Linked DNA regions of Zea mays: region 1 is linked to region 2. The links are chromatin contacts, called in public Hi-C maps. All regions are on one chromosome and are shown on one strand. Each heading gives the region's core, a stretch centred on a gene start, on an enhancer-like site or on the middle of the called end of the contact. The rest is flanking DNA. Distances are from core to core; before and after follow the strand shown.

Region 1 (3,341 bases), core at 161-2,660, 170 kb before region 2:
CATCCGGCGAGAGCGTCGGACAGAGCCGTTGCTCGGACACAGACAGACAAGCTTCATGGCTTGGTGGTCCATACCCGGTTAGTCGTTGCCGCTGCGGGACCCTGTGAGCGCGTAGTTCCACGGTGGTGGGCGGTGCTGGTCGGCCTTCGCCGAGCTGATGCAGCCGCGGCGGACAGAGCCGACGACAGCGCGCTGCTCGATCGTCGCCGGGCCGTTCCTGTGGACGATGCTGGTGGAGACAAACACCGACGTCATCACGACAATCCTTCGCATGCATGTTGGCCTTGGCCTGACGTACGAGGAGGACTGCGCGTGACGTACGTGCAAAAAGAGAAATAGAAGCGGAATATGACTTTTAGTTGATAAATAGTAACTAAAGAAAGAAATATGCAAGACTGGAATGGTTCAGGAACAGTTATTGTTTCGATGCAAAACAGTTTATTAGTTTTTTATAAAAAAAGTAAACAAAACCTCCGTCAAAACATGTGAACAATAATTCGTGACCCCAAGTAAGTACAGGCATACATCTAGTAAAAAAACTAATATATCAATCCAAATTGCATTCCCGCATTTAGATATAAATTTAACTAACTGTTACTCAATTTTTACAGATCTCGACTATTACTCTTAACAAATATGACAATTGTGTTCTAACAAAAAAAAACGAAAATCGTTTTTGGACGGATCGAGTGAGTGCGTCGATGATGCGGCTGCAGTGCACGTGATGGCGCGGCCCCACCACGCGGCCGCTTCTTTTCTACTCGTGTGACGAAATGTTGACCAGTGATCGTCGCTGGCGGTGCAGGTAGGGGATATACAATAGAAGGGACAGGATAGACTTTTGGATCTTTAATAGACGAAACGTACGTATGGTTGGTTGTACTGTCACGTACACAACTGGGGCTCCGAATTTTTAATTTCCAAATATCACTTCACTCCAGATCTCTGGACCCATCCAGCATTGTATAGAAGAAATGTGGCAACCGGACAGTATTCTTTATTATTATATAGAAATGCGGTACGAAGTCCGACTTTAAGACGTGTCAACCATTGGTGTAGAGTTCGATTGCAAAGTGTACTACAACATATTACAAATTATTAGAAAAAAATCTCTGAGTCTCAAATTATTTATGTGACGGTCCAATAAAGCGTACTTCCCGTGCAGCATACGGCCACGTTGCTCGTAAGCAGAAAATGAAGCCTGCATACAAATTTGTAGGAATTCAGAAAAATCCAGCTAAGCCAAGCCCGCCGGCCAGCGATGCAGACTTGGCGGCGAGCGGAGCGGCCTCAACCTCCTCCTCTCCAGCTCTCCTCCCATATAAAACGCGGAAGAATCTCGAAGAGACGCCTCGTCCCATCGTTCCTCTCTCTCTGCCCCGCCTACGCCTCGCCCCAGACGCATCAAACCGCTCTCCTCTCCCTCCCTGCCCCCCTCGCAACCCTGAAGAAGCCCCCACACGCAAGGCCGCAAACGCGCCGCGCACCGCAAGGTCCCAGGGAGCGACACGAGGCGGCCTCATTGCAGCATGGCTGCTATGGCCGCCGCTGGCGGCGTCGGGCTCCACCTCATTGGCGCTGCCACGGCCACGCTCATCGTGGCGGTCCTTGTTGCGGCCGTGCTGGGGCGCCGCCGCCGGGCCCGGGCCCGGGCCCAGGCGCCTCCGGTGGAAGGGAAACCCGCGCCGGAGGCAGGCTGCGCGGTCGGTGACGGCGCGGGTCCCGACGTCGGGACGGACGTCATCATCGTCGGCGCCGGAGTGGCTGGATCTGCGCTGGCGTACACGCTCGGAAAGGTGGTTTCCCTTGTCTCATCTTTTTTGGCATGGTTCCACTAGATGACTAAAAGTTGAGAGTTTTTATATTGAAAAAAAATCGGCAGTATCGTATTTTAAATTGCGTACTGCTAGCTGGGCGTGAAGAACTTTTTTTTTTGGCATGAATTGCTTGCAGACCCAAGAACAACTTAGGTCCTGTTTTTGCATGCTTTTACTTAGTTATTATTTTATTATTAAAGACATCCAATTTTCTTTCTGACGGTTCTGATCACGGTTGTTCATATGTCTCAGAGGTAGATTCAGAAACAGAAGATATTGTGGTTTTGTTGCAACTACGTTGGTGAATTTTGCATGTTTGCTGTGTCTGTGGAAAGTGAGGTTTCTGTCGGTGTCACTGTTCCTTTTTTGGACATGGAGTTTGTGTGGCTTATGGCAGTTAGGCGCTGCCAAATTTTGTTGTCGTCCAACTGATAATGGAGAATTTTCCCTTCTCCAATTAAGGGTCTGTTTGGAAGTACCCAGTTTATAAGAAACTTATTCATAAAAACTGATGTAGTTCCAAACATTAATTTATATCCTAGTTTGTAGAAACTGGATTCTTAGTTTCTTTAAAAACAAGAAGCTAGCCTTCCCTAGCTAAAACCAGTTTATGAAAATTGAGGTGGTTCCAAACACCATAAACCAGTATTTTTCCTTCATAAAACAGTTTCTAAAAAACTAAGATAAAAATTGGATTCTAAAAAACTAGGTTGCTTCCAAACAGGGCCTAAATCATTTTGCAATACCTGAACACCCTGTAATGAACTAGTCAATTCTTAGCCACAGCCTTTTTGGATGGAGAATGAAAGACAGAGGGGCGAGGAGGGATAAAGCAACAGCCAAGGAAGATTATACGTTTAAGCCTCAAACATCAGTTCTCTTGATCGCGGACACTAAGAACAATTCTGTATAGTAAAATGACTAGGCATGCTTAATATTTTTCAAAGTGCTATGTTGAAATTGTAAGTTTACCTTGAAGAAAATGTTGCTGGAGGACCTTACTAATTTTTTTATGAACGTACATGGCAGTTGATTCAACACTGTACTGATGTGCCCTTTCTCAACATTAATGAATTGACAAACTAGTTTAGGTCAAAGAAAAGAGAATTCTCCAATCAATTCTGCTGACCAAATTAACTGCACATGACTCCAAGCTACTCTGAGAGCGATGTAACATCAAAACGAAAATGTGGCCTTGTCCTGTTACTTGAATTGACTATTTTCCATTTGTTTGCAGATAATATTCACATCAGAAATGGTTATATGTATGATACAAAGCAACCAATAAATATCCTTACCCATATGAAATATTCCTTCCATGGGATTTTTTTATACACTAATCCTTTTGTCAAGTTATGACTTATGAGCAAGAAAGCCCTGGACAGAAATTGTTTTAGCTGGCTACATATGTTTGAGACCATGTTAAACAACCTTTTATCTTGTATACCCAGCTGTCTATAGGAGAGTATACTAGTACTATCCAAACTTCAATAGTAATCCAATTAGGCTTGAAGGCATGCTAAA
Region 2 (3,453 bases), core at 942-3,441:
TATATATATATATATATATATATATATATATATATATATATATATATATATATATATATTTGAAACAGATAGGCAGGAGATCTGCCAATTATATATTACAGCACAAAGGACCAGGCTGTAAAGCCAGAGAACCCTCCCACAACAAGGACCCAGCTAATTTATAAGATAAGGGAGTAGTTAGGTGCACAAGATAAGAGAGCTAGTGACAGCACACAGCAGTATACATATACTATCAACATACACCAAATATTCATATAACACGCCCACATTTTGTATAGCAATATGCTTGAGCAACGAGGTAATACTCAAATTATAAATATAAATGGGATGATACTTGGGTATATCTCCAGGGGTAAGGAAATAAATTATATGGTATAAGTGAACTGCGTGGTATCTATTAGAGATATTAGTGAACTGCATGGTATCAATCAACTGTACATGGAAAGCTATCAATCTAGAATATCCCTAGAATCACTCTAATAGTATCAGAACATTTATTGTTTGAGATGCAGAAAGAACTACAAGGGGAGAAACCCAACACGCTTTCAGGTACAAAAGTTGTCAAGGAAAACTGTTCAGTTTGCGGCGAAAAAAAAATGCCTTCAAATTTGTTTACCACAACATTTTCTGTATCCATAGCCTGCTATGCATTTTACAAGGGCAAATTGCATCATATCAGAATTTGAGGCATTTACTTTTAGGTTACTTACAGTCTTGAAAAGCAGAAACGCAGATAATAAAAAATATAGAAAAATAGTTCAAGCAAAAAACACTTTCTCCTTGTTAATTTTGTTGTTCCGTTTATTAGATCATACGTTGCTTATCCAAATGAGGCAACAGGCAAATAATAGAATCAGCTTGGCTCTTAATCCAGACAACTACAAGAAGAGATCGTTTGTTGGCAGCCCATGTTGCTATCAAATCCAGCGATGGAGTAAGTAAACTATAAATGAACACAGCAGAGACACACCCATCAATAAGTTGTCATTTTCCATGTGATGCAGTTATCCAAAGGAATATTCCAAACTAGAATCCCAGATACCATCAACAAGTATTTGCAGCCTAGGGCCTAGGCCCATTCCGCCAACTTGACAGGATAATATAAAGCTATTGACTATTGTCTATTGAGACCCCTCATGCAGTGGAACTGTCAACGTAGGATACACATATAGGGCATATCTACCGATGCCATTGGAATTCCAAATAAACACTTGACAGTCTTAAGGCAGCATGCTTCACTCAGAAGCCATTCTCGCTAGCCTCTCCCGCCAACTTTGCGCTTCAGTGGAGGTCTGATTCGGTCACTATTTGACTAGTGCAGCAACGAATAGAATAGCATTCCCCTCCACTACACACCGTGGAAATTATAATCCTTTCTAAACACCAGAATACTGTCCATGGTATCACGTTAACCTGTTCATGCAAAAAATCTTCTGGCCATCAGGAACTGGGCACTGGGCAGAGCAGCAACTAATCAAGGCACGGAAGAAATCGCGTCTCGAGCCATGAATCCTCCTCGTCCCCCGAATTACACACCATTTTTCCTCCAAGGCCAACACCTTCCAAGCTCTTCGGGCTATTAATAAAAGAACAAAACAGAGCAATCGTGGAACTGCTCGCCACCCGGTCATCAAATACTAGGGGGAAAAAATCATCCCTCTCGCTCCCCTCAAAATCCATCACACCACTCGGCATCTGGCAAAACATCAAACCATTCCCCTTTCCTGAGAGGGCGGTGTTCCAGGCTTTTACCTGGCCAGCAGGAGCAGCTTGGGCTGCAGGAAGCTCTTCACCTTCTTCTTCGTGAGGGCGAACCCCACCACTAGCCGGGGAACCGGCGCCGCCGCACCGATGAGTGGCGGTGGCGACAGCCCCGCCGAAGCCGTCACAGCCCCCTCCTCGCTCCCCTCCTCCATCTCATCCCGCACCTCCGCGTGCAGGCGCATCCTTGCCGCTGAATCTCGCCGCGAATGGGCGAGAGGAGCGGAAGGGAAGGGCAATCGGAAACCTCAAGGTTAATTAACTCTGCACAGAGGGTGGTGGGTCGAGCAGAGGCGGTGCTCTGCGCGGGCACGGGATAGGCTGAGGACTAACTGGGTGGGGAGGGAGGGACCGACGCCGACCGACCGAGGGAGGGAGGGACCGCGGAGCTGTTAATAATGGCGATTGGCGGGACGAGCGGAAGAGGGAGGAGGAAGAGAGCTGGAGGGGTATTTATTTGTAGACGGCAGAGAGAGATGGATTCTCTGTGCCTAGTACAAATTAAGCAGCGTCTTTAATTAATTTATTATAAAAATATATATATTATATAACTAGCCTAATAATATTTATTTTATATTATAAACATTAATGTCCTTTTACATAAATTTACTTAGAATTTGAATTGTTTGTGTATCAAGAATTACATTCTTCTGTGGACGAATTGAAGGGAGTACAGATACAATATACGGGGCTCCATGGTCACCGCTCGCTACGACTCCAGCCTACTATAACCGCATTACTTTGTTCAAACTACTTGCATTGTTGTGTAGCTCAGCACTAGCTATCGATGTATTCAAATGGAAACAAATAAATAGATATATTAATTTGATGAGGCAAAATATGTATGTGCGTGTGATACTAGCTAATGGCAGCTTAATGTTTGTTCGGTAGATGAATTCGAACGGCGAACTCTCAGTCGAGATCTTCCGAGCTCATCACTATTGAGGAGGTTTGGATGTCCTTGTTCTTGGATCAGAAAGCGCGCCTGGGGATACAAGGCATTGGGTCTGGCATCCTAGATCCAGAACCAGCTGGTCCGTGCCAAGTATGCATGCACAATTGCACACCATGATGAGTACACAGTGCTAGCTGCCACATCAGTCATCGACTCATCGTATCTGTGTACAAAAATGGTAGCCTTGTGTGCGATCACTATTAGCTGGGGCACGGTGATGGGTGTCGTGGCGACGAGACGACCTGCTCTTCGGTCCCCTCACATTAAATAATGTTGGCCACGCGTCCGCTACGTGAGGCGGATGGACTCGCAGTGGTTGGGGCCACTATCCACACGATGTGCGGCGACCACGACTGCCTGATGGCAGCCTACTGCAACGGGCCCTTTGCCGGCCATGTCCGCGTACCGTAGCGTCCATGTTCGACACCCCATGGTGTCTGATGGAGAGAGAGAGAGAGAGAGAACACCTTGCTGGGAAGAAGGGTACTCAACTGAATATTGGTCAACTGTCTTCATTGCTCTTGCTGAAACACTCGGCCTGCTCTGGAAGACTGGAACCGAAGATGAAGGGGGGCATGCAAAGCGAGTAGGCATGCTACGTGAAGTTCACATTTTTTTTTGTTTGCATTTTAGCCGAAAGTTCACATTTTATGCCCACCCCGCGAAGAGCACCTTCCGTGGCGTTGATTCCGCGGCGACATGCTACGTGACCGTGCCGTTTGTCAGGGACTCAGGGT

What was found. A called contact is a pair of places that touch in the nucleus more often than the background predicts.
Region 1: a Hi-C map of leaf shows a contact between it and region 2, with 2.5 times the contacts expected there. The contact joins the promoter of LOC100285558 here to the promoter of LOC100282774 in region 2. A contact is called at or near these places in 1 of 25 Hi-C or Micro-C datasets (leaf) and 1 of 3 datasets of contacts at active chromatin or transcription factors (leaf).

The regions. Positions count from the first base shown.
Region 1 is chr9:151,021,609-151,024,949 of Zm-B73-REFERENCE-NAM-5.0, reverse strand. It overlaps LOC100285558, which reads left to right and starts at 1,410. Exons shown (of 8, transcript NM_001372303.1): 1 at 1,410-1,796. The coding sequence starts at 1,530.
Region 2 is chr9:150,849,178-150,852,630 of Zm-B73-REFERENCE-NAM-5.0, reverse strand. It overlaps LOC100282774 (inositol-tetrakisphosphate 1-kinase 3), which reads right to left and starts at 2,191. Exons shown (of 10, transcript NM_001412421.1): 1 at 1,753-2,191. The coding sequence starts at 1,946.